4 separate regions of the Mus musculus genome follow, and regions 2, 3 and 4 are each linked to region 1. A link is a contact called in public HiCAR-type, HiChIP or PLAC-seq and capture Hi-C data. All regions are on one chromosome and are shown on one strand. The core of a region is the stretch at or near the end of the contact, and the rest is flanking DNA. Distances in the headings are between cores, read along the strand shown.

Region 1 (7,140 bases), core at 1,283-3,782:
TTAGAGCATACAAAGAATTTCCTCCCATCTTACTGGGTCAGGTTCTCTGGGCCTGCAGAGAACAGATGTCACAAAAGAAGAGGAACAAACCTTTGCTGCTCTGTGGACTGATGTGTTAGAATAGCGGCTCAAGTCTGAACACAGCACACTAGGCTAAAACAGTTCCACATGTAAGAGGTTTATTGGGAGAGAGAGGGGCAAGGAAGGTGGTGGCAGAAAGAGAAGGGGGAAGAGAGAGAGGAGAGAGAGAGGGAGAGGGAGAGAGAGAGAGCATTCCATATATATCTATGAATAATGACATAATGCAGGTAAAGGTGAGAGGTGAGCCAAGTGGATTCTGAGAATATGGTGGCTGTTGTCTTGGTAACAGATCTGCGGGTCCCGCCTATGTCATGTCACAGGATTCGGAGGTCCTGATGTCAACACAGACTTTGCTCCTTCCTCTCTACCCTCATCTGGGTCTGAAGTTGGAAGGGTATCTCTTCTTAATCCTGCAATAAACCCTTGCAGGGGTATCTGGGTCTTGTTTGGCTTCTCAGTCCAGGCAAGCAGATGTCTTTGGATAGGAAGGAATCCTTTCCAAACCGGGGTTGACGGTGATGAGGTGAGGTAGGGCGTTTTGCTTGTGAGCCCCAAGGCATGGCCGGCCGTAAACCACAGTACAAAGCCATGCACCACACAGTGACAGGTGAGATTCACCTGCATCCTCCATCAGCCAGAGCTCACTCAGCTTCATTGCGGCTGTAATTACAGGTGTAGCGTTGGGATGCTGAGAGCTCTTTAATCCACACTCATCGGGCAGATTTATGCCCCTTGATGCTCTTGGTCTTTTGCTCTCCATTGAATTCACTGACCATACGAAGCCCAAACAGCTCCGAGCTGATTTCCCACGAGTGACTTGAAGGTCTCTGCCTGTGGGTATGGGTTAGGGACAAGAGCTGAATCCATCATGGACAGAGAGGAAGTCATGCATATGACACCCCTGGAAACCTGCCGGACCTTGTGTCAACCTCTACTTTCTCACAGTAGAACTGTGGCTGTGGAGGTGGCGCAGTTAGTGAGGTACTTTGCCCCGCAAGCATGAGGATTTGAGCGTGAACTCCAGGATCCACAGACAAAAGCAGCGTATGTGTTGCTTGGAAGCCTAAGGCTCACTGGTGAGCAGAGCTTGCTACTTGGTGCAATTTAGGATAGTGAGATGCTCTGATTTAAAAGACAGGACATGGGCACTGCAGAATGATGTTGCCATGGCTATCCTCTGGTATGCAATCCTTTGCCCAGGATCCCAGGGAGAGAAAAGAGCTTTGAGCAGTACCAGGACCAACTTGGTTTGGGATGTGTACAGGGGCAAGCAGGTTCCACCTCCGACTTCATGTGTCACGGTCTAAGCATGTGACTGTAGATAGGCTGTGATCTCTAACCTTGGGCAAGAGTGGAGATGGGGATCATAAGCCAGAAGGCAAAGGGTCCCCTGATTTTGGGGATCTCATGGCAGTGGGCAATCTTCCTGACATGGATGGACAGAGCCCAGGGAGGCTGCTTAGTAAACCATACAATGCCTGGCTTCTTCCACTTTGGCTGACTAATCAGCATGGCTTCCTCTTCCTCCAGGAAGGCCTCCCTGAACACTCTGGGCTCAGTATCTGTATCCTCCTGTTCCTGCATGCTCTTGGCTGTGCACTCTGCATCTTTGGTCGTTGTTCATGGTCTCCACAAGGTCCCCTAGCCTGTCACCACACATGGAATCCACAAGGTCCCCTAGCCTGGAGTACCAACAGAAAGAAGATCCGACCTCAGCAGATGGAAGGTTAGACCTCTGACATCTACAGGCACATTGTGTGCATAGAAGCTGACTACACTCTCCTCCCAATGCACATACACATGCGCATTTTACAAAGTGTTTGTTGAGTGAATAATGGATGAATATAATAATACCCTGAGCCTCAAAGAGAAGTACTCTTTGTCCCCCCCTCTGTCTCCCACTGGCTGGGTATGTCATTGAACCTACTCCCCACTCCAACTTTCCAGTCGGTTAGCCACATGCTCTTGTGTTCTTCTAGCCTGATCAGAATGAAGGGCTGTGATTATTTTGGACGGAAGTGTGCCCTGTAGTTGCTCTCTGCTGGAGATTAGATTTGCTTTTTGAATCAGGACATCCCCCCCTCACCCCCCCCCCCCCCCCCCCCCCCCCGGCTTCTTTCCCCCAGCCTACCAGCCTCTCCCTACCCAGGGGAGCCCTGGATTAAGACAACTGCACTCTGGGGAAAGAGGAGCCTGTGAGTCCTAATCTCTTATCTTTGACTTTATTCTGGAAAGCCATGCTCGCGCCCCGCCCTTCCCCCAGTCCGCATGAAAACCTTCACCCAAGATCCCGGGGACGGGCAAGGACCATCATCCCGGCTTTGAGTGGGTGGAGGGGGTGGAGGGGCAAGCGGGTCCCACCTCAATTCAATCTTCTACTCTGAGCTCAGAGCACACTCCCGGGATCAGCCTGCACAGCCGGGAACAATGGCAGCATGAGGGAGGGACGCGAGGGATTTGGGGCTCTCTCCCTCTGCTAGGATCTCTCAGCTTTGGCTCTCCAGGCTTGTGTCAGCTATGAGGCGGGCGGGGATGCGGAGCGGTATTCAGTCATTTCACAGAACCAACTGGGAACTATTTGGTTTTGAACCTGGGACAAGGAACTGAAGCGCATATTTTACATATCAAAGCAGACCTGGCCTCCAGGTTCTCCCAGCATCCCTCAGTCCCTACCTGGCATATCCTGCCCCCAACCTTGAACTTTCCAGCCCACATCTGGGCTGCCTTTCCCCCAGAGGCTGTTCCCTATACAATCCAGACATTTTGGTCTCTCCCTCTCTTCTCTTCTTCTTCTCTTCACTCTGTGCGTTCACTGCTTTCTCTCTTTCTCCCTCCCCTCTCCCTCTTTCCCCATGGCTACTTCCCTGGTTTTGGTCATTGGGGCCAGTGAATTCGCCCACCCAAGAACAGCTTCTTGATAAACATGCCTTTAATATAATCTAATCTGGTTTATTTCACCTGCGGCAGAGAAATAACCTATCAGAATCCACCGAGATTTCCCCTCCTCCTTTCCTTCTCCTCTTCCTTCTTTATTTTGAAACAGTCTTCATATTCAGCCCAGGCTGGCTGGAAGCTGCCCATCCTCCTGCCTCAGCCTGCCAGTTGCCTAAGTTACTGCTGGGATGTGACCATTGTATTTTATCTATCTATCTATCTATCTATCTATCTATCTATCTATCTATCTATCCATCCATCTATCTATCTATCCATTTATTTATTTATTTATTTATTTATTTATTTATTTATTTATTTATTTATTTATTTATGAGACAGAGTTTCTCTGTGTAGTCACTTTCCTGAAACTCACTCTGTAGACCAGTCTGGTCCCAAACTCAGAAATCTGCCTGCCTCTGCCTCTCAAGTGCTGGGACTAAAGGCATGCACCACCACCACCCGGCTACCACTGTCTTTATAGCCTGCCTTGGAATTAGCCCTAGAACCTTTTTGAATGAGTGAATAAGAAAATAAATGAAAATAACTATTACTGCTTTCTAATGTTTTTGAGGCACAGAACTGACCAAACCACCTGTCGCAAGCAGGTGAAAACAGATTCCTTTATGCCTGCCTTGACCTAAAAGGCAACCCCCCCACCCCACCCCCACCCCCCACCCCCCACCCCGCCTAAAGAAGACAGGATGGACACAATGGAACTCAGAGTCAGGCCTGAGTTTTCAAAGCTCTGCTGCAGATAGCCAGCTTCTGGAATTCAGGGAGAAGTCACAGGGGACTGGATTCAAATATTTAGGATCTCTTACAACAAACACCTTTGTGTTTCTTAATGAATAAAGGGATGGAAAAAGCAGATTTTGCACAATAGCGTTCATTGTCGTTTATGATTTGGGGAAAAGTGTCGTCTTTGTCAAGAACATGTGTTTATCTTCATGGTTCTCAGCCTGACCTGGCACAGCATTGGCATTCTGGTTTTTAAATAGATGCTCTGAAAAACAACACTATCCGACTCTGCAAACAAAACCTCTGTAAATAGGGGTTTGGGAAGCAACAGCTCAGGGTTGCTAGGCTGTACTCCAGTATGAACAGTGGAGAGATCAGGCTGTGTTTGTGTGTGTGTGGGCGCGCCTCTGTCTATGTGCATGTGTATATGTGGGTGTGCCTGTACAAGTGTGTGTGTGTGCACATGCCTATGTATGTGTGCATGTGCATATGTGGGTGTATGTTCACCAGCATGAGTGTGTGCATGTATGTGTGGGGGGGTGTGCACATGTCTGTGTGTGTGCATGTGTACATGTGTGTGTGCACAGGCACTCAGATGTGTGTGGGGTGTGTCTATGTGCATGCCTGTGCATGTATACATGTGGGTGAGTGCACACCGGCATATGTGTGTGTGTGCAGATGCCTATGTATATGGTGCATGTGTATATGTGGGTGTGTGTGCACCACACATATGAGTGTGTGCATGTGTGTGTATACACATGAGTGCATTTTGGTGGGATTGGGAGTGATTGCGAGAGTCTTTCAGCTGCAGAGCAAAATGGGCTCTCTCTGTCTCCTGACTGCTCACATGATCAGAGATGGAGAGGTACAAAGCAAAGCGGGAGGCTCCAAGGCCGAGACACCTGCAGCTACTGAGGGCAGCACAAAAGCCTATGCAGGTGGCCTTAACAAAGACAAGTGCAATGTGTGGTGCCTGGCTGCCCTTGGAACCACTCCCACAGTGTTCTCTGCCTTCTCGAGCACCTCACGTTAACATAGGGATGGTGTTTCCAGGCAGGCTCAGCTCCAAGTACTCGGTATAACAGTAGGGCCCATTCCATCCTTGGGACCTTGGGAGACAGGTTCATCTCCACACCTCTCTACAGCTAGCAAGTAACAAACAGGTGCCATATTTCTAGGGGGGGGATTAAGAAGTGGTGGAGCTGGGATTCACACACAAAGAACTGTGACCAGGGGTGACACTGTAATGTTCCCTTCCAGATCCTGTGGGAAAATATCCATTTCTGGAAGCTGCCTATACTTCTTGGTACCTGGGCTTACACCACTCTGCTTTTCTGGCTCTGACCCCTCCCCCACCTTTTGAAACAATGTTTCTCTGTGTAGCCATGGCTATCCTTGAACTCTCAAACATCTATCTGTCTTTGCCTCTTAAGCGCTGGGATTCAAGGTGTGTGTCAACACACTGGGTGCTCTCCTTCCCTCCTTTAAGAGTCTGTGATGCTTTGAATCCAGTTGGCTGGTCTACAATGATCTCCCGGCCCGAGGGTCCTTAGCTTAACCACATCGTGCAATTTCTGATTCGTGTAAGGCAATGCAACCTAGTCACAGGTGCCTAGGATGCATATGTATGTCTTCCTGTGAATCAGGATTTTACCTTCAATAGGGTATTAGTGTCCCCCAGTTTCTCTTTACAAGAGAAATGACCCCTGACTTAGAATACCCTGTATCTACCCAGACCTGGGGTCTCTAGATGTCTCTTGGGGCTTCTGATAATCCCCCTTTTAAAATTTGTTACATGTATTTATTTGCTTATTTATTTTGTATATATTAGTTTGCACGTGCATGTATAACGTGTGTATATGTATATGTGTGCATATGAGTGTGTATGTGTGTGTGTATATGTTTCAACAGGTATGGACTGAGTGAATTGATAGATTGAGCTGACACTTGTATGTAGTTTTAAGTGAAGTCAAGGCATGCACATACATGTGTATAATATGTTTCTTATTGTTGATTGGATGCAGGGTCTTACTCTGTTTCCCAGGCTGGCTTAGAACTTGCAAACCTCCTAGCCCAACCTCCTAGCCCAACCTCCTATGTGTTGGGGTCATAAATGTTAGCTACCAGTACACCTAACCTATGTATAAGCATTTGTTTCTGAGCAGGCTTTTGTATGGAGCATAAGAGGCAGGAGGGGACTGGTGGCTGCATTCCTGAGTGGATGAAAGGCTCGTACTTACATGTGGAGGTGACAGGTGGCTGAAGAGTTTGGGGACAAATGGATGGGTGGGCAGTCACTTAACCAGCTATATTCTGGTGCTCAGCACAGTGCTTCCGTTCCATTGTTAATTTTCTCTGTTTTAAAAATCAATTGATTGAATTTCCTTGTGGTGTGCTGGCTGGGTTTAATCAACTCAACATGAACTAGAGTCCCCTGGAAATAGGGCACCCAGATTGAGAAGTTGATTCTGACAGATTGATTTACCAGGAAATCTGTAGGGCATTTTCTTAATTGATGGTGAATGTGTGAGAACCCAGTCCACTGTGGGTGGTGTCACCCTGAGGTTGGTGGTCCTGAATGGTGTATGAAAACCGGCTGACCAATCCAAGGGCAGCAAGCCAGTGAGCAGTCCTCCTCCATGGCCTCTACTTCAGTTCCTGCCTCTAGGTTCCTGCTTGAGTCCCTGCCTTTACTTGTCTTAAAGATGGATCATGATATAGGCCTGTAAGCTAAACTAACCCTTTTTGCCTTAAGGTGCCTTTGGCCAGTGTTTTATCATAGCAACAGAGAAGCAGGCTGGTGTGTGTAGGTTTGTTTATTTGTTTGTTTTTCGAGACAGGGTTTCTCTGTATAGCCTTGGCTGTCCTGGAACTCACTCTGTAGACCAGGCTGGCCTCGAACTCAGAGATCCACCTGTCTCTGCCTCCCAAGTACTGGGATTAAAGACGTGTGCCACCACTGCCTGGCTGTCTGTAGGTTTTAAAATACAGTATTTTATTTATACTTTGAGAATTTCATGCATGTATACAATGTATTTAGTCATATCCACCTCTTATTACTTTCCTCCAGCTTCCCCTGAACTCTCCTCCAACACCCACTTCTTCCTCCTCCCCTCCCTCTCCTCCCCTCCCTCTCCATCCTCCATCCTCCCTTCTTCCTCCTTCCTTCCCCCTCCCCCTCCCTCCTTTCCCTCCTCCCTTCTCCTCCTTTCTCTCCTCCTCCTCCTCTTCCTCACAACTTATTCCAATCAATGTTGCTCATCTGCATAGGGGTGTGGGATCACCCACTAGAGCACAGGTAATCTAGCAGTGACCACTCCGCTCAGAAGAAAGCACGTCTCCTCCCTCCAGCATCCATCAACTGCTCCTCAGCCAGGGGTGGGGCCT
Region 2 (7,730 bases), core at 1,774-4,273, 590 kb after region 1:
ACCTTTCTTCCTAACTCAGGTGTCCCTACCTGCAGTCCCGGATACAGAGAAATTGTGGGTCGGCTTGGGGATCGGCTGCTTCCATTCTTCAGAGGTCAGGATTGTAATTTTGGTGTGAATCCCATGGTGCAATTGTCAAAGTAGGGCTTTGATTTGGAATCAGGACTTCTTTCTCTCCAGGTGAAGACTTGGAGGTTGAGGCCCTGTGGATGCCAGGTAGAAGGGATTAATTCGTCCTCAACCAAATACTAGAGTGGTTAGTCAAGCAGGCCCAAGGTTTATATCCTGGCTTCCTCTTTCTGGCAGATCAGGGACGAAGCTGAGTGTCCTAGGCTCCCAGGCTCAGATGCCCCTTGGGATCCCCAGAGTCTACAGTTGTTCTCTTTAGCCAGGAGCAAAGGCCTAGAGCTGGACAGACACAGACACAGGCTCTGCAGGTGGGGATTCTGGGAAGATCGTGTTTATACTTTGCTAGTTTGTTCTGTTCCTTTTCTAGAAACCTCTGCAAATGCAGGTTTTGGGTTTTTTTTTTGTTTTTGTTTTTGTTTTTCCTTTCAGGTCCTCTATTTGCATCGCATCGATGTGACTTTAATTGCAAGAGACAGAAAGGGAGTAAAAACCAGGGTTCTGCTGAGAAGCCAGAGATCTTAGACAGAGGACCAGCCCCTGGGCGATTGTAGGCCACACACATTCCCCCACCCCCACCCCCATAAGGTGCAGAGGACCCAAACTGAAGACTTGTCTCCCAGCTTTGGTCTAAGCCTCAGGAATAGGAGACAAAACCAGGGGGACCGGAAAGAATTCTTTAGAACAGGGTACCGACTGATGGTGCCATCTGGTTTTTCACATGCCCCTACCACCAGCTGCACCAGTGCTAGGATCCCAGGCAGCCCAGTATTGGCACTTTTAGAAATTCGATACCCCGGCACTTTGGTTTCCTGCTAATGACCTGGGCTCTGGTTTCGGATTGCTGAGTTGTCTGGTCCCCAGAGCGGTGGTTTGTCCTCCCCAGGACCCCAGAGCCAACCCTGGACTTGTATTCTTTCACACCAGCATTTTTCTTGGCCTCACCAAAGTCTCCAAGTGTCAAGGACACTATGGACACCAAACTGACCCTCGGGTAGACCTTCCTTCCTTCCGGTCACCTTTGTGGGGCTGTCATTCATTTATCTCAGTCCCCAGAACCAGCATCTTGTAGGATTTTTTTTTTTTAAATCTCTCTGTGCCTAGAAGAGGCATTCTTCACCCTGGCAGTAGCTCTAGCTATCTCCCAGTTCTCCCAATCTGGCAGAGAGCCTTGGGAAGAGCAGGTTTGGAAAGACAGTGCCATAACCAAACAACTCAGGAGCCACCACACAGGAAAAGCAACCCCTCTATCGGCCCAGCCCAGCCTGCTCTCCCCAAGGTCAGCTACTCTGAGCTCACTGGCTATTCTATAGGGCTATTTTTTGAGGAGCCCGTGAAAATTACACAGAAAATGTAGTTTACATGTGCACAGCCTTCTGAAAGGGCAGTAGAAGTTCAGATTCTCGGAGATGTGTGATCCTAACCAATGACCTACTCACACACTGCTCAGGGGACAATAACCAATGGGGTTTAGGAACATTTGGACTTAAGATTTAAGATGGTGCCTTCAGCCTGGGGCTTGCCTAGGTTAAATTTAACTTTAGCACACACACACCCCACTCCCCACTTCCCACTTCCCACTCGTAGCGCCTGGTCTTAGCCTGCTTATTTTAAATGGGAAGGCTGAAGGAAGTAGGTGTGTTCGGGCACTGTATAATTAGTTGATTAATCAGTTATATTAACTTATCAGCCGAATGATTATGAGCAGTCATTATCACCCTCAATGAGTTCTCTGTTAATTTCCTGTTGGGAGGGTCACCCTCTCTAGGCTATCCCAGGCAATAAAAAGCAACTACTTTTCATAAAACAAAATTACTTCTCACTAGAGGCCAGGGTGGAAGGTATAGGAAACTGTAGGGGAGGCCCTTTTGTGGGGAGATTTCTGGGGTCCCGGCTTGGGACTGGGTGGAGTGGGGGGGATGTGGCTTCAATGTTCACCATACTGTCAAGGTTAGCCAGGTTTCCTCTGCTCCATGCCCCCTCCAACCCTCTCAGGACATTCTAGTTTTCTGTTTGATGGTATCTTGTTTGATGACAGCCTTTTCTCCTGCATCCCACGTGGACCCCTCTCCCCACCAAATCTCAGTGCTCTTGCGTCAGACTCTTCCAAGTTCTGGGATCCCAAACTTTCTCCACTAAGACATACATGAGGGGTGGGGTGGGGTGGGGTTGGCTTTTGGGAAATACCTGTGTGGATGTTGGAGGAAGGCTACTCTGGGGCCTGGGGGAACACCTGTATAGAAGTCAGAGCAAAGATGAGAAAAAACAAAAACGCAGGAACACTTTCAGTGATATGTAATTGGCTCCCCCCCCCCCAAGCCAAGCCTGCACAGAGGACCTCGAATTAGGAAGAAGGTAGAGGCTAGCCTGGGTGTGTTTTCTACCTTTCTCCACTACTGTGTAATTTTTGACTTATCATAAAAAAAAAAAATCCATGACCATCTAAAGAAACGCTCAGGAAACAAAGGGGACATCTATGGTCCGTTTTTCTTTATTTCCTTCTGATTACTGGGGAGGAAGGCCTCTTCGCTACCCCACGAGTAAGCTCAGCCCGGCTGTATCCTGCTCAGCCCCAAGATTTGTTTCAAAAATACCATCCATGAAATCGGAAGCTGCCTGCTTGACTCAAGAGACTCCAGCCTGCCCACCAGACACCACCCATTTCTCAAGACAAATGCCACACCAACCTCTCTTCCACTCCGAGCCTGCCCCCAGGATTTTCTTGAAGGCAGGTCATAAAGTGTAGGTAGGTGTCTGCCTCTCCAGATGATGAGGATACAGGTCCTTTGCTCTGTCTTTAAACAGGACCACTTTGGAGATGACTGGAATGGGAGCGGCACCCTCCTGGCGCTTCTCGATTTCTTCAGGTTAAAACAGGACCGGGCAACCGACAACTGCACTCTACCTGAGCTGCTTCTGGGTTCTTCCCTTGGGAAAAAGCTATGAGCAGTTGCGGCCAGCGTGAGTCAGGCGCCCATGGCTTCGCTAAGCCGCTCCTTTGCTGCCATCTGCTGGTTGCACCGGAGAAGTTCACGGAGATTTTTCGAATGCAGAGAACAAGTCTCTTAAAAATAAGAAAGAGGGCTGGGGGTGGATGGTAGAGCTTGCCCCTAGATTCTATGCCAAGTTGCACAAAAATAAAGTAAGGGAAGGAGGGAAACATGGTACTGAGGCACAAAGATACGATGTAGAATAAAAACAACAGGACCTGTTTTTGTACCTTGCTACAATATTGCTTTGGTACCTTGATCAAGTTGTGTAACATCTCTTATGCCATGAGGTGAGTGTATAGTGCCGGCAGAGCAAGCTTGGCAGCTGAGTGTGAACCTCAGAAGACACGTTTTTAAAAGTCGGATGTGGAGGAATGTATCTGAGCTCACAGCACTCCTACGGGGAGATGGGGCGTGGGAGTGGAGGTCAGAACTGAAAGTCACAGTCTGGCCAGCCTGGGGTACTTCATAAGCTGCAAGGAGACTCAAACTCCCAGAATCTGTCCTCTGAGCTATATCCACATGCTTACACTCACATACATTGTATACATACTTGTTAATTAAATTATTCTATTAATTATTTTTATTATGATTAATTGATTTAGTTATTAATTTTGTCATTTAATTATTTTTATCGATTTATTAGATAATTAAAATACTCCAAGGACCAGCATGTAACTTGATGGCAGAGAATTTTTGGAGCTTGTGTGAGGATGAAGATGACGGTCTTGTAGGATGAATGATGCCCAGGTTGTACCTTTCTGCTCATTGTCTCTAAGCTGTCCTTGGACCACTGGGTTCCTGTGGATGTCTCTAAATGATTATCCTTGACTCCCTCTTTCACAATCCTCGTATCTGGAGCTCATCAAATTCACTGTCTGCTTCACCTCAAACTTACCAGTTATCCAATAGTGGGAATGATCCCAAAGTCCTGCTCGGAAGCACGTTTCAAAAAGTCCTATGATCATAGAACAGCATCATCTTCAGTGGCCTCCTCGGACAGGAGTGACCTGGCCTCTCCTTTCTCAACTGCACGCCACCCGACTCTTCAGAAGCAAGCTATTTCAAGGCCAAATTGTCACCTTCCTTCTCCCAGTGCTCCCTCAGCCTAGGTTTCAAACTTGGGCACTGGTGACAACTGGCTGGTTCTATGAGCTCAGGGATGTCCTGTCTATGAATTCAGGAAGGGGTAGTGCCATTTAGCTCTGGTATCTGCCCACTAGACAGACGCTTTGGGAGACAACCTAAGATGTCTTTGGATGCTGCCCTGAACCACGTTGACAGCATCAGCCCTGGTTAGGAGCCACTGCTTGAGTCCGAGTCCCTCAGGCACGCCCTCTTGAGGTCATCATTGGCACTTCATCCAGAATGCCTTTGCTGAACTTCAGGACTGGGCTGGGACTCCTGTCCAGTCCTGGTTCATGATGGGCCAGCCGGAAAAAAAAAAAAAAAAAAAAAAAAAAAGGTTTCCTGTAGGAGTGTTCAATATAAAAGATTACCCTCTGCATCCCGGTTTCTCCTTTTGCTTCAAACCATTTGTCTCTCTAGCACGCCTTGTTGTTCTCCCTGTGGGCACAAGGAGACACTGACAGGGTGGACAGGACATGACCTACAGGCTGACAGTACCCACCACTTGCTTTCACACTGATAAGGAAGGTTACATTTGGTTGATTGGTTAGTTGGTTCGAAGGCAAGGTCTCCCATAGTCTAGGCTGACCTCCGATTTGGTGATGATTTTGAACTCTATCCTTCTGCTTCCATGTCTCAAGTGCTAGATCATGGGCATTTGCTACCATACCCAGTTTACGTGGTGCTAGGGATGAGACCCAGAGCTTGTGCATGTGTGCTAGGGCAAGCACCTTGCTAACTGAGCCAAGTCCCCAGCCCTGCTTACAGTTTTTTTTTTTAAGATTTATTTATTTATGTATATGAGTACACTGTAGCTATACAGATGGTTGTGAGCCTTCATGTGGTTGTTGGGAATTGAATATAGGACCTCTGTTCACTCCGGTCAACCCTGCTCGCTCCAGACGACTCTGCTTGCCCAGTCCCTGCTCGCTTTGGGCCAAAGATTTATTTATTATTATAATAATGAATAAGTACATGGTAGCTGACTTCAGACACACCAGAAGAGGGCATCAGATCTAATTACGGTTGTTGTGAGCCATCATGTGGTTGCTGGGATTTGAATTCAGTACCTCTGGAAGAGCAGTCAGTGCTCTTACCTGCTGAGCCATCTCTCCAGCCCCTTGCTTACAGTTTTATTTTGATTTGGGGACAATAGATCAAGTTTCATTTTAGAGACTGCATCACTATACTGCCTAGCTCGCCTCAGAGCCTCGGGTCCTCATCCTAAGCACTAGGGTGATTGGTGCGGACCAGAACCCTCCACTTTACCTTCCAGATGCATGAGGGACGTTTGTTTTGTTTTGCCCTTTTAAAAAACAGGCTCTCTCTCTCTCTCTCTCTCTCTCTCTCTCTCTCTCTCTCTCTCTCTCTCTCCCGACTAGGTTGCCCTCAAACTCACAGAGATCCTTCTGCCCCTGCCTCCTGAACGCTGGGATTAAAGGCATGCACCACCACCCTTGGAATGGAAGGAAATTTTTTTCTCAATGAACAGTACACACATAGAACTACTCAGTCAAGTTCAAATGAAACCTGACCACGCTCACTCACTTGCACATTGTGTTCTGTTGAAAACAACCCAGCTAAAGGTTGATCAAGGAGGGTGGGAGATGGAACAAGAGTGATCCATTTAGCTTGAAGCTGGGAGACAAAGGCTAAAGCTCCCTGGGATGTTTCTGTGTGTGTGTGAGTGCACACATGCATGTGCATTATGTGCGTGTATGCATGTGTCTGTGTGCATGCCTGTGTGTGTATGTGTGTGTGCATGTGTATGTGTGTCTGTGTATGCATGTGCGTGAGCATGTATGTGTGTCTGTGTATGCATGTGTGCATGTGTGTGCACATGGGTGCATGTTTGTATGCATGTGCCCATGTGTGCATGTGTATGTGTGTCTGTGTATATGTGTGTGCATGCGTATGCATGTGTGCATTGTGCATGTGTATGTGTATCTGTGTATGCATGTGTGTGCATGTGTGCATTTGTATGTGTGTGTGTGTATACATGTACACGTATACACTTATTTTCAGGCTGTGTGGAGGAGACAGGGGATGTTTATTCCTTTCTGAAGCTAATACTTCATCCTATACAAAGTCAGGGCACACCAAGAGCTGTCCTTGACTTCTTCACCTCTCTTTTCCCTCTCCACCCCTGTCTCTTCCTTTCTTTTCTTTCTTTTATTCCCATTCTTTCTTGTCTTGTTTCCCTCCCCTCCCTCCCCTTCCCTCCCCTCCCTCCCCTTCCCTCCCCCCACACCTCTGATCACCTTTCTCCTCAGTTTCTCTTTTCCCCTTTTCTCCCCCACCCCCATTTCCAAGTGACCCCCCCCCCCCACTTTTGAGGACCAGCCCAGGAAACTGAGGCTGGAAGACTCTCCGTGAACCAGGCAAGCTTTCCCACCCAAACAAGACCTCACCACAAGTCCCCCCTCCCCCCAAGACTGCCTCTCTGTCCCCCTCTGCCCCCAGCCCCCTCTCGACTTTGGCCTCAATGAGAACCTCATTATTTATCATTTTGAAGCTCCAGGATTTTCAGAGCCCAAATCCAAGCTTAAAATGGAGGCAATTACCCAGATAATTTAGGTAAACCTCGGGGCTGTGTCTGGAGTAATTGTTCCCACTCCCACTTCTCATTGTGTGGCTGAAGAGGCCAATTCGGTCCTGACAGCCCCTGTTTGTTTTGTCCCCACGGAACAAGGCCCTTCGGCAAAGGAGAGAAGGGCAGGGACAAAGCCCCAGGGGCAGAGAGACCACCGCTCCAGCCAGCCAATTTGTGTTGCAGGTCATTAACCTTTGTGCTTCCACAAACCCTGTCCAGCCGGGGGTTTGCTCAGCCCCTCGTGTTCTTCCAAAACCACCACTCGCTCAACATGCAAAAATATCAAGGCGACAATGGACGCGTGTGTATTCAGAGATAAAACTAAGCAGAATTGTAAGATGGGAATCTGACAAAGCCTTTCGTGACAACCCACCCCACTGCAAAGAGTAAAATTTGGGGGCTCTAATTTTTGTTTGGTTTGGTTTTGCCTTGTTTAAGCCAGAGTCTCCCTATGTAACCCAGCCTAGCCTAGAACTCTCTAATTCTCCCTCTGCTTCCCCGGAGCTGGAATTATATAAATAACTATGCTGCGCCACCTGCCTTGGAGTCAGATATTGGTGTCTTTAACTCCCCAGTTTGCTTTTGATTTATGTGGCCCTAGAAAGCGATTAAACTCTCTAGAGTCTTCAGTTCTCTCCTCTTAAAACAAGACCGCTCAAGTTGGGGTGTAGCTCAGGGGCAGAGAACTCTCCTGGCCTGAACAAGGCCCTGGGTTTGATCTACAACACTGGAGGGGGAAAAAAAAACCAATAAAACTATCTTTGCTTTATAGGGTCATAGGGAGATGACATGGATAGAGCCCAGAGCCCTGGGGCTGATACTCAGGGAGCTTGACGGAAGCTGTTATTATTGTAGTTGTGGGCCTGCGTCTCTATCTGCTTAATATGGTCTCA
Region 3 (7,374 bases), core at 2,839-5,338, 610 kb after region 1:
TAATGCCTCCCTTAGCTATTTAAAAACTTGTAAAATCTGGCCTCATATGGTTCCTTCACCACTCCATCCAGGGGGAATGATTGGCTGTTTAATTTTCATCGTAGTGGATAAATATCACTCCTCTCTCGGACAAGATCCTTCTTCATAGGGACCTCTCCCGTTCTAAGAGTTCCGGGATAGGAGGTGAGCCTGTTTTTAAGGGTTAGGAACCCGGTCCCCGAATTGCCTTGCTCAGCCTCGCAGTCCCACCAGTCCAGTTGGAGAAAGCTGGTGAGCCCTTTCTCCAGCACTCCCTTCCTTCTGGGGGAGGCTGGGAATGCAGTCGCCGACCCGACCCCGACTAGCTAGCCCGGGAGGACTTAATTAAGGCTAATGATTTCTCCTCTTTTTCAAGACTGCTAGACGCCACAGCGTCGGGGAATCCCTGCCTGGGAAGGGGACATTGAAATGCAACCGGCTCTCTTTGAAACCGGGGGCTGGGGATGGCTTTTTAACCGGTGGGGACAACAGCCCCGAGTCTTAGGAAAACAATGGGAAGAGCCGGCTGGAGCCAGCAGCTGCTTTGGGGCCCGCTGCGGTCAGCAGATGCGTTCATTTATTCATTGACTGCCTCGTGCCTTCAGGAATTTTAAAAGAGGGGAAAACAAACATTTGGTTACTCATTCTTGGGATTGTCTGTAAGGATCTTGAACCCACCTCTAGATCTAGCGATGGAAGGAAGTGACTGGGAGGGAGTTCCATTCAATTCCCCTTCAAAGGACGCGCGCCTTTGGACTGGGGAACCATACAATTTTGGAACAACTTTAAATAAGATGATACCCCCCCCCCCTACCCAGTGCTTTGTCAGCATCATGCCTACCTCAAGCAGCTTGGCTTTTAGAGTCTCTTACCCCCTTGTCTTAAGAATGCACCAGCTATAAGCTGCTTGTGTTGTTTTGAGACAGGATTTTACTCTGTAGCCCAGGCTGGCCCACAACTTTCCCTCCTCCTCCTTCCCTCTTAGGAGTGCTGGAATCCCCCAGCCTGAAGAAGAAAGAGCAGGTGCCATGGACTAAAGAAAGCTGCACTTCCTCTGACCAAGCCAGTGGTTCGCCCAGGAGAGGCATCTCTTGGAATTAGATTACCTGGTCTTAGATATACAAAATGACACCCTGACCAACAAGAGCCATCCAGTCCCTTGGAAATCGCTGAAAACAATGGCTGTCAGACCCCAGGGGTTAGGTGGAGTCCCAGAGGCAGCCCCCCCCCAAAATCACATCAAAGTAAGGAGATCCCCCCTTTAATTGTGATGTCTTTCTTTGAGCCTCCCTTTGGCAGAGACATGGGTAAGTCCTCAAATAGCCAATGGGTCCTCATACCTCACTGGTGGTAGGACACCCACCCGCCTTATATGTTATAAGTGTTTTTGTTATTAAGCCACGTGATCCCTTTCAAAAGGAAATGTGGATGCAGAGAGGTTAAGTCACTGCCCCAAGAATGCACAGCATTACCTGGAGGTAAAGAGGTCAAACCCTGGTCTTAAACCATCTGCAGATTAAGTTTTCTTAAAATCTCCTGTGATCTGTGGGCTCCCAAACATCTGTGTCCAGAATTTTGTCCCTGGAGATAAATATGTCTTCTCCTCCCTTCTCCCTCTCTCCTTCCACCCTGAGTGGGCACACGCTCACCTTTGTGAAATCACCATGTCTGTAGAAGCTCCAAGTCCAGAGGGAGAGATCTCAGCCTCACACCAGTGTGATTCCAGAAGGATCTTCTCTATGGGCACCTTCTGCCCAGGTCGATATATTTCTGTCTCTCTGTTGCTCCCTTCGCTAAAAGAACAGACAGAAGAAGAGTGAGCAGGAGGTTGCTGCGAGCAGGGGGCAGTGACACCTTCCCAAGACGTCCCTGAACCTGGCTCTCTGGACGGCCACACAGTATGTTCCTTACAAATACAGAAGGCAGGGAAGGAAAGCCAGGGTCTCACTGTGCAGCTCAGGCTAGCCCGTCGTGGAGAAAGGCATCCTTAAATGACAACATCAGGGTTCCTAGCCTGTGTACCCCAGGGAATCAGCAGCTGGGTTTGAGGTGGAAGGTCTAGGAATTCCCTTGAATTGGGGTGCCTTCTACCCTTTAGGTTTTTGCTTATTGCTGGGGGGAGACTAGCGAGTCTTTCTGGATCCTCGGGGAGTCTAGTTTCGCAAAAAAAGTCTTCTTTAAGCATTTGCCCAGATGGCACGCCCTCATCAGCCTTTGCTCTGCATTCAGTGTGGTCAGAGAGACACACATTCAGCTGTCTGCACCATACAATTACATAGAAAGTGACCAGAGGGTCAGGTGTATCTGGTTGTACGTGGTTAGATGTGCAAAAGCCTGTACATTTGTTTCCAGATCCTGGTCACTATTCTGTGCATTTATATCTGCATGCTCTTGCTGTATAGGTTACATCACCTTTCCTAACAGTGTGAAGCTGGGTTAATAATGGGGGTCCACCTCTCTGCCTTCTCCTCCTGCCCCCCAATTTAGGAGTGTAAGCCAAGCAACTATCCTAGAAGAAAAGTATTTTGAAACGTACTCATCAATTCGATTGTTACTACGAATTGTTCTGTTGTTATTGTAAAGTGTGGTTCCCCTGTTTCCAGGCGGATCTCCCACCTTTTTTTTAAAATTATCAATTACTATTCTCTAACATAGTTGACTATTCCTCAGTAGGATGCCATATTTAAAGATCTGACTTTATGTCTTTATGTGTGAGTGTTTGCCTTCGTGTGTGGGTGTGTGTGTGTGTGTGTGTGTGTGTGTGTGTGTTATACACACGCACATGCAGTACCCATGGAGGCCAGAAGAGGGCACCAGATTCTGGTGAGCCATCAAATGGGTGCTGGGATCTCTCTCTCTCTCTCTCTCTCTCTCTCTCTCTCACACACACACACACACACACACACACACACACACACACACACACACCGTGCTCTGAGTACAGAGCCAGATTTGTTTTTATTTAGTTATGCATCTGCACACTCACTACCCACAAAGGCAGTTGTGAGCCACACGATACACAAAATATGGATGCAGAAATTAGGTCCTTTCTATACGGGGTGGGGGGAGTTGAGTTCATGTCCTAGTGCTGAGGCTCGAACTCGAGATCCTGCACATCCTAGGTAAGCACTCTGCCCCAGAGCCACAGCCCCAGGGTGCCACACCACCATAGCGGATTTCTAAATCAGTGCTCTGAGTTTAGCTCTACCACTGAAACCCAGCCCCAGCTCTTCTGCAGAGGATTCCAGCGCATTGCTCTATGGCTGAGCCAGGTTCGAAAGGCGCGCTTGTAAGTGCTCAACAAAACCCCGGCAACGTTATTTTAAATTCTTTTTAAAAAGTTTACAAAGTGGTTTCCTACAATGATATCCTTTTTTTTTTTAAAGATTTATTTATTTATTATATGTAAGTACATTGTAGCTGTCTTCAGACACTCCAGAAGAGGGAATCAGATCTCGTTACAGATGGTTGTGAGCCACCATGTGGTTGCTGGGATTTGAACTCTGGACCTTCGGAAGAGCAGTCGGGTGCTCTTACCCACTGAGCCATCTCACCAGCCCAATGATATCCTTTTTAAGCCCAAGGAAACTGAGTCACAGAGAGGGTGGGTAGCTCCCTACTCACACAGTTGGAGGTAAAAGAAGCCGAGGTTGTCCGTGGATTAGCACTTTCTAGTGGATCCTCCCCCTGGGGCAGGACTGCTTCAGTAAGAAAGCTAGGGCTTTGATTTGCTAATCTTGTTTGTTTGCAACACAAGCAGAGGACACTGGATTGATTTCCTAGCGCCTGACTCTCAGGGTCCCCCTCTGGCCTCGGGGACTTAGCACAGCAAATTCCTTTTCCTGAAGGACTAGAGGGTAGTCTCCAGCCTCAGGGCCTCCCCGCTTTCGGTACCGTCTCCCTCTCAGCTTCAGTCTTAAGTCTGGCAGAAAACCAGGTTAAACGTGGACCGCAGGCCCCACCCACGCCTCCACCCCAATTCATACCTCCCGGAGACGCCTCCCTGTTTCTGCTTCTTAGTCTTTTACAGTGGTTGGTCCAGATGCAGAGAGAGCCCGCTCCCTGACTAGGACGAGGCTGGGAATTGAATTTAGAGTCTCGTGATCACAATCACCTGAATCCCATCCCATGTCCGCTTGTAGGTGTGACTCAGCAGTAGAAAACCTGTGCGCAGGCGCAAGGCCCTAGGTTGGCTCAACACTGGATAACTAAATAAACATTGAATGAAGTTTTTATTTTATTTTTTATTTTTGGTTTGGGGTGTGTGTGTGTGTGTGTGTGTGTGTGTTGTTTGTTTGCTCTTTTATTTTGTTTGTTTGTTTGCTTTAAAAACATCTTCACCGTGACAGAGAGTACAGTCCGCTATCGGTTAGACTAGGTTGAGTTCTTCCTTCCTTCCTTCCTTCCTTCCTTCCTTCCTTCCTTCCTTCCTTCCTTCCTTCCTTTCTTTCTTTCTTTCTTTCTCTCTTTCTTTCTCTCTTTCTTTCTCTCTTTCTTTTTTCTTTCTTTCTTTCTTTTTTCTGCTTACAGTGAACTGGAGTCATCTCTGGAATAGGGGAGAAGCAACCTTTTATTTTCTCGGATGTCCATCGACCATGGAACCTGGGGCAAACAAGGTCATCCTCTGAGCCGCCAATTCTCCTCTGTAAAATGCAGTGCTCAGATGTGGTGCCTCCGCAGAAAGACCTAGACCTAGCGGGTAAGAGAGGCCGAGAGCGCAGCCCAGTGGTAGAGTGCTTTCCTAGCATGCCTGAGGTCTGGAGTCCCTTCTTCAGTCCCTAGCAGAAAACAAAACAAAAGCTCAAACAAGAGCTACCAAAGGGGATGAGGTGGAGAGGAACATGAAACAAAATCCCTGGACAAGCCAGGGGGTGGCTCAGTGGATAAAGGTGCTTGCCACCAAGCCAGAGGACCTGAATTCAATCCTTAGGACCCACATGGTGGAAGGCAAGACTCTCATAACTTGACCTCTGATCTTCACTCGGGTCCAGTGGTACACATACTCATGCACACATAGACAAAATTAATTGATTAATTAATTAATTGGACATTGACCTCCTGGGACATATCTGCTTGTCTCTGTCCCCAGTGCTTTTTACACTGGTGCTGGGATTTGATCTCAGGTCGTCTTACTTTTTTACTACCCCTCCACAACTCCAATATATCCAGGCAGTGCTCAGTCTTACAATCCTCCTGCCTCAGTCTCCACACCCCGATTGCTTTACCATTTTTCCCCTAAAATATCTTAAAATTATTATTTGACTTTATGTGTATGTGTATGTGTATAGATCTTCTGCCTGGGTAGCACGTGGCTACCTGGTGCTGGAGGAGGCCAGAAGAGGGCACGGCGATGTCACACATTTTAATCCCTGCACTGTCTAGGCAGAGACAGGTGTCCAAGCCCGCCAGGACTACATAAGGAGACCCTGTCATAAACAAAACAAAACAAAACCCCAAAACCAAGGGTCTAGAGAGATGACTCAGTGGTTAAGAGTGCTGGCTGCTCTCCCAGAGGACCTGGATTCACAGCACCCACACGACAGGGGACAACCATCTGTAACTCAGGTTTCAGGTGACGTTGCACCCTCTTCTGGCCCCCATGGGCACTGCATGAACACGATGCATAGTTGAACATTGAGAAAGTCAAATCTTGTGCTGCTCTAACTACGTAGTATAATTTGAGATCCAGTGTTTGGAGCCAGCAGTGCTCTTACTGCTCAGGTGGCTCTGGTCACTTGAGAGTGTTTGTGCTTCTCACCTGAATTTTTTTCTGTCTCCCAAGTCCTAGGATTAAAGATCTACCAACCTCACTGGTCTCAATCCACTCTCCCATGGTGTTGTAAAGTAGCCACCATAGCCAGGCACAGCGGTGCTCATCTGTAATCCTAGCAAGTGCGGGAGGCCAGGGAAAGGAAGTTCAAGGGCAGCCTGGATACTTAGCAGACTCTGCCCTAAAACAAAAGAACAGAGCCCTGGGGTAAAGTGTGAGCAGCTGACTTTGAATTCCCCAGAACCCACACAGCACCTGGGGTATCAGCAATCTCAGTCCCCAGGGTGAGGTGGGAGGCAGAGACAGAAGAATTCTGGGGAGCTGACAGGCCAGCTAGGCTGCAGCACAGTGGCCACCAACAAAAAGGACCTGTCTGAAACAAGGTGGCAAGAGATGACCGAATCTGAAGTGCACACGTACAGACACGTGCACACATCTACACACATAAATGCACAGGTGTGCGTGTGTGTACACACACACCACACATACACACACATTACTGCATTCTCTTTACACCAGCAGCAAGTGACTTCACATTCTGCATCAGGGTTCCCCAGCCTTCTTGTTTTGCCTTCCGTGGAGTGCAAACCCTTTAGAGTAAACAGTTCCCTTCGGTTAATGCCCTGCCATTGTTGGGTCTTCATTTCCCCCATAAACATGCAGACATGCAGGACTTTGCTCAAGTCTCCGCGCTTTTTTTTTTTTCTTTATGAACTTGTTGTGACAAACATCGAGCCCTCCTTCCTGAACCCCGCTTCCTCTTGATCCTGTCTTTGCCGGACAGCGCTTTACACAGTGTCCTTTACTTTTTTTTTTTTTTTTTTAACGACAATGCCTTTGGCGTAGTCACTGGCCATTATCTATCGTTTCTTAAGGCTTAGAAAGGTTAATGAGTTGTTCAAAGTCACACAGCCAGCTTTATCTGATCCCAGAAAAGTCTGGGACTCTTGAACAATTAGCTTTGCTTAAACCAGGAGGCGCCTGCAATTTCCTGCGGTGGAGGACAGGCAGCCACCACCGACCGACCTTGGGTCGGCAGACGACGCTGGGGCTCTGCTGCCCCCTCGTGGCCATGAGCGGCCACGTCAGCCTGCACGTTCTGAGTATGAAGAAGAAAAAAGAGTGAATTTGAACAGTTGTGTCTTGCTTCCAGAAGGCTCCACTGAGAGCACACATCAGCCGTCACAAGGTCAGCTCCAGGTCATGTGGCTCACTATAGTAAAGGTTATTTTCTCCGTTTGTTTATTTAGTTCTTTGTTTCATTGTCGTTATTTGTTGGAGACAGGGTTTCACTTTGGAGCCCAGGTCGATCTGGAAATAGGTGTGGCCCTGCCTGACCTTAAACTCTCGACAATCTCCTGCGTCAGCCTCTAAAATGTTGGAATTACAAGCTTGGATTACCCCATTCTTGCTGAGGCAGGCCGTTTTAGCTGTACTGATATTTCACTTGCAAGCCCACTGGTACAAATCGTGCACGCTACATCTGGAGTAAAACCCAGGGGCTCCCCAAATGACTGTGACTGGGCCAATTAAAAGCTTTCTTCCTAAGTTGACATTATTTATTTATCCGATGCATGGGTTTACGA
Region 4 (7,202 bases), core at 4,046-6,545, 560 kb after region 1:
TGTGTGCCTTCTGCCACTGACTGCACTCGGAGCTTCTGCATGTGACCTCTAGCTGACTTAAGTAACCTAATAACATGTAAGTCAGCCAATCTCAACCTATGGGTTGTGACCCCTTTCAAGGGGGTCCCCTAAGACCTTCAGAAAACACAGGTATTTACATTATGATCCAAAACAGTAGCAAAAGTACAATTATGAAGTAGCAATGGAAATAATTTTATGGTTGTGGAGTTACCACAGCACGAACTGTATTCAAGGGTCGCAGTATACAGAAGGTTGGGAATGGCTGGTACAAATGCAATGAACATGACAGCTGTTACAGTGTGCTGTTGGGGAGTAAGAAGAAGATAAACTCTTTTCTTAAAACGATGTATTTATTTTATGTATATGAGTATATCATTGCTGTCTTCAGACACACTAGAAGAGGGCATCAGAGGCCGGGCATGGTGGTTCACACCTTTAATCCCAGCACCTGGGAGGCAGAGGCAGGCAGATCTCTGAGTTTGAGGCCAGCCTGGTCGACAGAGGGAGTTCCAGGACAGCCAGGGCTATACAGAGAAACTCTGTCTCGAAAAACCATAAAAAAAAAAAAAAAAAAAAAAAAAAGGAGAGGGCATCGGATCCCATTACAGATGGTTGAAAGCTACCGTGTGGCTGCTGGGAATTGAACTCTGGAAGAGCAGTCAGTGCCCTTAACCTCTGAGCCATCTCTCCAACCCTGAGATAAATTCTTTTTTTTTTTTTTTTTTTTTTTGAGACAGGGTTTCTCTGTATAGCTCTGGCTATCCTGGAACTCACTTTGTAGACCAGGCTGGCCTCGAACTCAGAAATCTGCCTGCCTCTGCCTCCCGAGTGCTGGGATTAAAGGCGTGCGCCACCACGCCCAGCCTGAGATAAACTCTTGACGCCCACTGGGCACGCAGTTGTTTCTCCAAGCTTTCCCATACACCACACACCATGGCAGACCCGGAACATAGGAGAGCCAGGCATACAGCTATTCAAACCCAACAGCTTTCCAGGAGGAGAAAGAAACCAGGGAAGTCAAGAAAGGAAGCCACAGACACGGGAGCCTAAATCTGACGTGTGGCTCTGATCATGGGGGAGGTCAGACTATGTGAGGAGAGGCACAAAGATGAACTTCCTCACCAACATCAAAAGGATGGGCCGGGAAAGCCAAAGTGTCTTCCTCCAAAACTCGCCTGCCCAGGAAGCAAGTGGAGCTTTCGGGGTGTGACAGCTCCCATGTGTTTCAGGGTGCTTTACTAGTAAGGTGGTGGTGTTCTGTGTTCGGATTTAGATTTTTCTAGGCTCTGAGCTTGTTTGAACTTCAGAATGCCAGCTTGAGCTTTGAGCTGTCTTGTCTCCACCATTCCTGCCAACGCCTCTCTGCCTTTTCCAGACACAGTGTGGGCAGAGTTGAAGATCTCTGTGGATGCTTTACAGGTCCTGCTGAAATAGGGTCTTACTCTGTAGCCTCGGCCCACCTGGAGCTTGAGATCCTTCTGCCTCCGCCTTCTATACACAAGGATGACAAGCATACAGCACCATGTCAGCTAGAATAGTTTTAAAAGGCATTATAATAAGATGTTAAGTAAGAGAACAAAATAGAAGAAAAATAGAGAGGCTGCAGGTGTGACGGCTTTGGAAGCAGAAGAAGGACCATGCATTTGAAGCCATTCTGAGCTATATAAGAAAGTTCCAGACCACCTTGGACTACAGAGTAAGACAACTCAGCCCCTCTGTCCCCTGACCCCTTTGGCAAGATGTTTTCTTTTTGCTGGCCCATAGAGGTGCGTGCCTTTAATCCCAACACTTGAGAGGCAGAGGCAGGCAGATCTCTGAGTTGGAGGACAACCTGGTCAACAGAGTGAGTTCCAGGGCAGCTAGGGCTACACAGACAAACCCTGTCTATAAATAAATAAATAAATAAATCTATACAAATATGATGCCATATATGGAGACATCTCTCCCAACCTCAGGTGTTGGGAGCACATTGAAAATATGATCTAAAAGAAAAAAAAATTACTTCTAAACAGGCTGATGCAGAAGGGTCATGGGTTTGATGCCAGTCAGTCTGGGCTACATGCTGAATTCCATTCTACCCTGAGCTACAGAATGAGGCTGGAACTCCAAATAAGTACGAACCAAACCTAAACAAATTGCCTTTGGGCTATGTATACAACACATGAATAAATTTTGTTTTTAGACCAGGGTGCCATCCACAAAATATCTCATTATTATATAAAATCAAATGTCCTAAAATCTAAAAAAGAAAAAGAAAGAAAAGAAAAGAAAGGAAGGGATGGAGAGAAGGAAGACAAAAAAGCTAAGCAATTCTAGGGGTTTAACACACCCAAGGGCTGGGGGGTGTAGCTCAGTTAGCAGAGGATCTGCTTGGCAACGACAAAGCTCTGGTTCCAACCTCCAGAAGCACAGAAGTGTGCTGTGGCGGGACACACCTATAATCCCAGCACCCCAGAGGTAGAAGCAGGAGGATCAAGAGTTCAAGACCATCCTCTGCTGTATATGGAGTTCCAGGCCAGCCTGAGAAACAGGAGACTCTGTCTCAAAACAAGAAGCAAAACAGCAATACCTAATTACTGAACACTAACTATATGCCCCAAGTTAGGCTTGTAGTTGAGACTCCTTACCATGTCGCCTGTAGCAGGAGCCACTTTGTTCTGTTTCTGAAAAGTAATCAAGGCTTACAGAGAAAGATCAATGAACTCATTCAGGAGTTCTGGGCTCTAGGCCCCACTCTTTGAAGGAGGTGTACCAGAACCTTGTTAGAGTCCATGGCTGGGTCTGCAGAAGCATAAGTCATGTTGGAGCTCACAGGCATGCAGAGTCAACCCTGTCTACTCTGGAGTGTTAGCCCCTGGCAGCTAACTGGCAATAAATAGTTGTGGGTCCCACCTAGGGGACACTAGAATCACAGAGGTTGGTGTGTACCATTCCAAGTGTGAAAGGGGAGGCGTGTTCAGTGTGCCCCTTCAAGATGTGGCTTACCCACAAGCAAGTGTGATCCTCTGGGAAGCAATCACAGGAGGCTCCAGTCTTGAACCTCATCTACACACTGCAGTCAGGTCACCAGCCACCCCCTCCCAGTCCTGCCCTCTACCATAGGTACAGGGAAACCAAAGTTCCAAGCAGTTGGCTTTATAAGCCTAACAGAGGCAGCCTGCAGCCTACAGAGCCTTTTGGGAGTGAGGGGAGCCTCCAGTGAGAGGCAGGACTCTACCCCTATTGCTGCATAAGCACCTTGAAGCTTTGAACCACACCATCAAAGGGGGGGGGGAAAAAAAGGACCTGTTTCAGGCTGTAGTCTGAGAGCAGGGTTGCCTCTACAACCCGGGTGGGTGGGTTTGATAGGTATCTAAGCATATCCCGGGAGAGGAGGAGGGACTCAGGCAGTTTACCTGGATGTTTGGAGGAAGTGGGGGGGGGGGGGGGAGACAGAGACAGAGACAGAGAGACAGAGACAGACAGAGAGACAGACAGAGAGACAGAGAGACAGACTGGTTCCTTATCTAAAGGAGGTAAGGCAGTAAGACAATTCTGGGGACACTCTTGTTGGTCCTAAGCATTTGCTATCAGGCTAAGGCAGGAGCACACCTGTGTCTTAAGTTCCCTAAGAAACCAGTGGCAGGAGGAAGGGCACAGCTAGCCAGTGAGACATCCAGCCTTTCCCCTCTTTTGCTATGGGACTCCAGGGAAAAAAAGGATCCCAGTGCTCTGAGCTCATTGGAGGAGTGTTTCACTTCCCTCCTTCCCCGGGATGCCCAGGATGCCCGCTTCAGACTGGAATGCCCAAATCTCCACTGAAGCAATTGTTCAAGGAGCTTGTCAAGTGGGAACTTGGTAGGCCTCAGTAAATACTGAGCTGTATATAGGTCGTAAGTTCTTAAGGGAGAGCTCGCAGGCCAGTGTTAGCAAATGTCTTCAAAATCTTTCATTATTTCCCAGGGCTTTGGGATCTCGGATCTGGACCTCAGATCCGGATGGCTCAAGAAGGAAGAGTTCTATCTAGTGACATATAGCAGTCTCTGGTCTCCAAAGTTGCGGGTGGAGGTGGCATTCCTGCAGGTCCCTCTCAGTCTCGGGGTTCGGACCATCCCCAGCATCTCGAATCCCCAGATGCCTCCAGCCTAAGGCTAGGGCTCACAAGAACCTCGATCAATCCAGTCTGGGGGGAACTGGAGAGAACCGGAAAGAAGAGGGGGGTGACGGCCAAGATCAGAGGGGAAGAAAGAAACCAGGGGTGGGGGGAACAGACCGAAACAGACAGACGGAAGGAGGAGCCAGTGCTCAGGGCGCCGGGCCCAGGCGTCCAAGCCGAGCTTCCCGCCGCGCCACACCCGGCCTAAGACCAGCTCCCCACCGACCCAGTGACCCATTCGGGCTTGCACAAAACCAGCGCCCTAGGAGTCCTGGCCAGACCGCTGGGGCTTGATTCATTTCTTGACTAATTATCTGGAGCTCCTTGGTTCCTTCTTTCAGGGCTCAATTAATTCCCGACGGGCGGTGGGTAAGAGGCTGTGTTGAGGAGGCACCGCCTGGAGCCCCTTTGTGAAGTGCTGTCTGGACTATATCGATTGCACACACACACACACACACACACACACACACACACACACACACACACACACACTTGTCTATACATTAAAAAAAAATCTTGAAAGATCTCCATTTCCAAAATTTAGGTTTTGTCCTCCAGCCACTTCCCTGACCGCCACCAATTTCGCAGCTCTCCTGGACCAAGCCCCAAAGCCAGTGAGATACCAACTTGGGTGTGGTTCCATTGGTAGAGTGCATGCCTAGTATGCAGGAAACTCTGGGGTTGATCAGCATGCGAATCCCTAGCACTGGGGAGATGGAATGGAGGCAGGGGGATTGGAAGTTCAAGGTTGCTGCATAGTGAGTGATTCTACAGTAATGGGGGTGGGGGTGGGGCGAGGGGGCGAGGGTAATACCCAGTCATCAACCAAGCATCCCCATTGAGATTAAAAAGGCTCAAGAAGAAACTGGCTGTGCAGCTGCGGGCTTCTAGGTGCCCCAGTGTGTCAGTAAGTTACCTGGGGCAAATGAGCTTCTCCGTGAAATTACCTGCCTTTTCCGAAGAGCAACAAAAATGCATCTGAGGTGTGAGAAAACTGTGGCCATTCCTGTTCCCGGGAGAATTTCTCAAATAATTGTCGGAAAAAAAAAAACTTATTTGAGTAAGCGACTGGGAGCTGAGATGGTCTAGAGTCTGATTGGAACCCTAGAGATTCAAGGAGGGACTCTGCCCATGTCTGGGAAGTCCGAGGACCAGGTGATACATTCAAGCCAAGCCCTCTATCCAGGATGGGAGTGGGATGTGATTTCCCAGCCTTGGCTGCCTGAAGGCTCATCAGAATGGAGCTAGACTGGACACTCAGCTTCCTGGGAGCTAGACACGAAAAGTCACCTTTTGGGTGGAACCCAGCAGGCAGCCATGAGGAAGAACTGTCAGTTTCAGTGGAGGGAGAAGATCCCAGTCTATTAAGTTGACCTCACAGTGGGGTGGGCTCTCTCCCTCATCCATCATCCTAACGAAGTATAGGGCGAAAATATAGACAAAGTCAAAGTGCCTTCCTTCCCAAAGCTGCTGGAAAGTGGCTTTCTCAGGCACCAGAAGATATCAAAATCACTCTTACCTTATCCACCAGTCTCACCCTTATTCATTCACAAACAAGCAAAAACAAACAAACAAACAAAAAAAAACAAAACACACACACACATACACATAAACCAACTTCTCATGTGTTTCCTGGAAAAAAAAAATTAAAGGAGAGTTAGTCTATCCAGCCAATCAACAAACACTCAAGGCTCACGTTACCTGGAAAGCGGTCTAAGGCATTGGGACACTGATGGGGAGTGGGACTGACAGGGAGTGGGGAAAAGGATTATGGGATTCCTTGGCGGGTGCTATTTCAACAGCGGTGCTGTGGAGTGAGCCTCCTTAGAGGTTTGGGAGGAGGTCTCAATCCACTCAGAAGCAAAGAGCTCACACTGAGTGGAAGCAGTTAGATCTCAATTCTGGAAGCTAGCAGTTCTGGAGAAGTACGAATGGTGATGCCTGCCAGTGCCCTTCACCCTGTGGGGACCTGGCTGTTGGACCTAGTTTCCGAAGTTCCCAGCAGCTAACCTTCCTAGGACTGAAAACCTGCGTAGCGTCACCTTGCCACTGTCTAGTGCTACCTTTTTTAAGACCTTGGAGTTAACTGTCTCCTTCCACCCCCTGCTTCCTAGATCTTCTGTTTTCTTGTCTTCAAAATGGGCTAAAATGTATTCTTTTTTAACCCCAGCAAAGAAAACTCAGGACGGCCAACCTGGAAGGAACCCTTCCTCCCATGAGCTTCCAGAATGGTGTGCAGTGTTCGGGAGTTAGAATGTACTCAGCAAACACTTGTGGAAACCCGGGTTTTCCAGCACTTACACCAAGCTTCATTTCTATCATCTCAAAATAGGTTTGTTTTTCCTGGACTTGTTTTGCACATTAGAATCCATTTGGAGAAGCACTAATTCCCTTAAAATGTATTTTTGGAACTAGACACAATTCTTTTGTTGTGTTGTTGTTGTTGCTTATTCTTGCTATAGTGCCCAAGCAGGTCTCCAACTTGCTGTAATCCTCCTGCCTCAGCAGCATGTACCACCACAGGCAGCCCAAATGAGTATTCCCCTTTTAGTCTCTGTGTCTTCTTTGACATTCTTTTCATCCTCGAATGACTACTTTCTAAAAACCTGGCTCTGATAAAACTGATAGGAAAGCCAGGTCTCCCTCCCTGCCACTCCCAGACCACAGAAGCTCTGTGAGTGAGTGAGACAGTCTCTCTCTCTCTCTCTCTCTCTCTCTCTCTCTCTCTCTCTCTCTCTCTCTCTCTCTCTCTCTCTCTCTCTCCCTCCCTCCCTCCCTCCCTCCCTCCCTCTCCTGCTCTGTAAATCAAGTCCTAGCACGTGTTTGAAGTCTTCCAATGTGGTAGACCAAGCTTCTCTCTTGCATTGGTTTTGTGACAAAATCTTGATGTGTAGCCCTGCCTGGCTTCAAAGTCCCTGTGTAGACCAGGCAAACCAAGATCTTGCAAGGGTCCTCCTGACCCTGTTTGCTGAGTGTTGGGATGACAAGAGCCACTTTTAGCCTGAGGTTTAAAGTTGTTTTAAAAATATTTATTTACTTGTTTATT

Evidence for each region. HiCAR-type assays count read pairs that join an accessible place to other places. HiChIP or PLAC-seq counts read pairs in DNA pulled down with a chosen protein or histone mark. Capture Hi-C pulls out chosen DNA fragments and counts their contacts.
Region 2: a HiCAR-type map of embryonic stem cells shows a contact between it and region 1, with 5 times the contacts expected there. The contact joins the promoter of Tbx3os2 here to the enhancer-like site in region 1. A contact is called at or near these places in 1 of 39 promoter capture datasets (embryonic stem cells), 1 of 15 datasets of contacts at CTCF or cohesin (embryonic stem cells), 14 of 484 Hi-C or Micro-C datasets (colorectal tumor organoids, differentiating embryonic stem cells, embryonic fibroblasts and 6 more), 17 of 115 datasets of contacts at active chromatin or transcription factors (craniofacial prominence, embryonic basal ganglia, embryonic forebrain and 8 more) and 1 of 9 other capture datasets (embryonic stem cells).
Region 3: an H3K27ac HiChIP or PLAC-seq map of embryonic stem cells shows a contact between it and region 1, with 8 times the contacts expected there. The contact joins two enhancer-like sites. A contact is called at or near these places in 1 of 15 datasets of contacts at CTCF or cohesin (stem cell-derived epiblast-like cells), 8 of 115 datasets of contacts at active chromatin or transcription factors (embryonic stem cells and stem cell-derived neural progenitor cells) and 1 of 9 other capture datasets (embryonic stem cells).
Region 4: a contact with region 1 is called in a capture Hi-C map of embryonic stem cells, with 3 times the contacts expected there. The contact joins two enhancer-like sites. A contact is called at or near these places in 11 of 39 promoter capture datasets (3T3-L1-derived adipocytes, the C10 cell line, the HPC-7 cell line and 7 more), 8 of 115 datasets of contacts at active chromatin or transcription factors (craniofacial prominence, embryonic basal ganglia, embryonic forebrain and 5 more) and 3 of 9 other capture datasets (embryonic stem cells, embryonic tail and embryonic trunk).

What each region holds. Positions count from the first base shown.
Region 1 is chr5:119,095,324-119,102,463 of GRCm38.p6, forward strand. No RefSeq gene overlaps it. Among named protein-coding and RNA genes, the nearest start is that of 1700081H04Rik, 9.3 kb to the right of the region's middle. Within about 2 kb of position 2,533, at least 13 of the 459 cell types and tissues checked have an H3K27ac peak or open chromatin away from gene starts, as enhancers often do. A contact at or near this core is called in differentiating embryonic stem cells and embryonic stem cells, where this site is marked.
Region 2 is chr5:119,688,195-119,695,924 of GRCm38.p6, forward strand. Tbx3os2 (T-box 3, opposite strand 2) reads right to left here and starts at 3,024. Exons shown (of 3, transcript NR_040416.1): 1 at 2,814-3,024; 2 at 30-203.
Region 3 is chr5:119,706,218-119,713,591 of GRCm38.p6, forward strand. No RefSeq gene overlaps it. Among named protein-coding and RNA genes, the nearest start is that of Tbx3os2, 19 kb to the left of the region's middle. Within about 2 kb of position 4,089, at least 19 of the 459 cell types and tissues checked have an H3K27ac peak or open chromatin away from gene starts, as enhancers often do. A contact at or near this core is called in embryonic stem cells, where this site is marked.
Region 4 is chr5:119,652,691-119,659,892 of GRCm38.p6, forward strand. All of the region lies in intron 1 of Tbx3os1 (T-box 3, opposite strand 1), which reads right to left. Gm16064 (a long non-coding RNA gene) reads left to right here. Exons shown (of 2, transcript XR_878735.2): 2 at 6,327-6,572. Among named protein-coding and RNA genes, the nearest start is that of Gm16064, 10 kb to the left of the region's middle. RefSeq lists an enhancer at 1-60. Within about 2 kb of position 5,296, at least 6 of the 459 cell types and tissues checked have an H3K27ac peak or open chromatin away from gene starts, as enhancers often do. A contact at or near this core is called in embryonic stem cells, where this site is marked.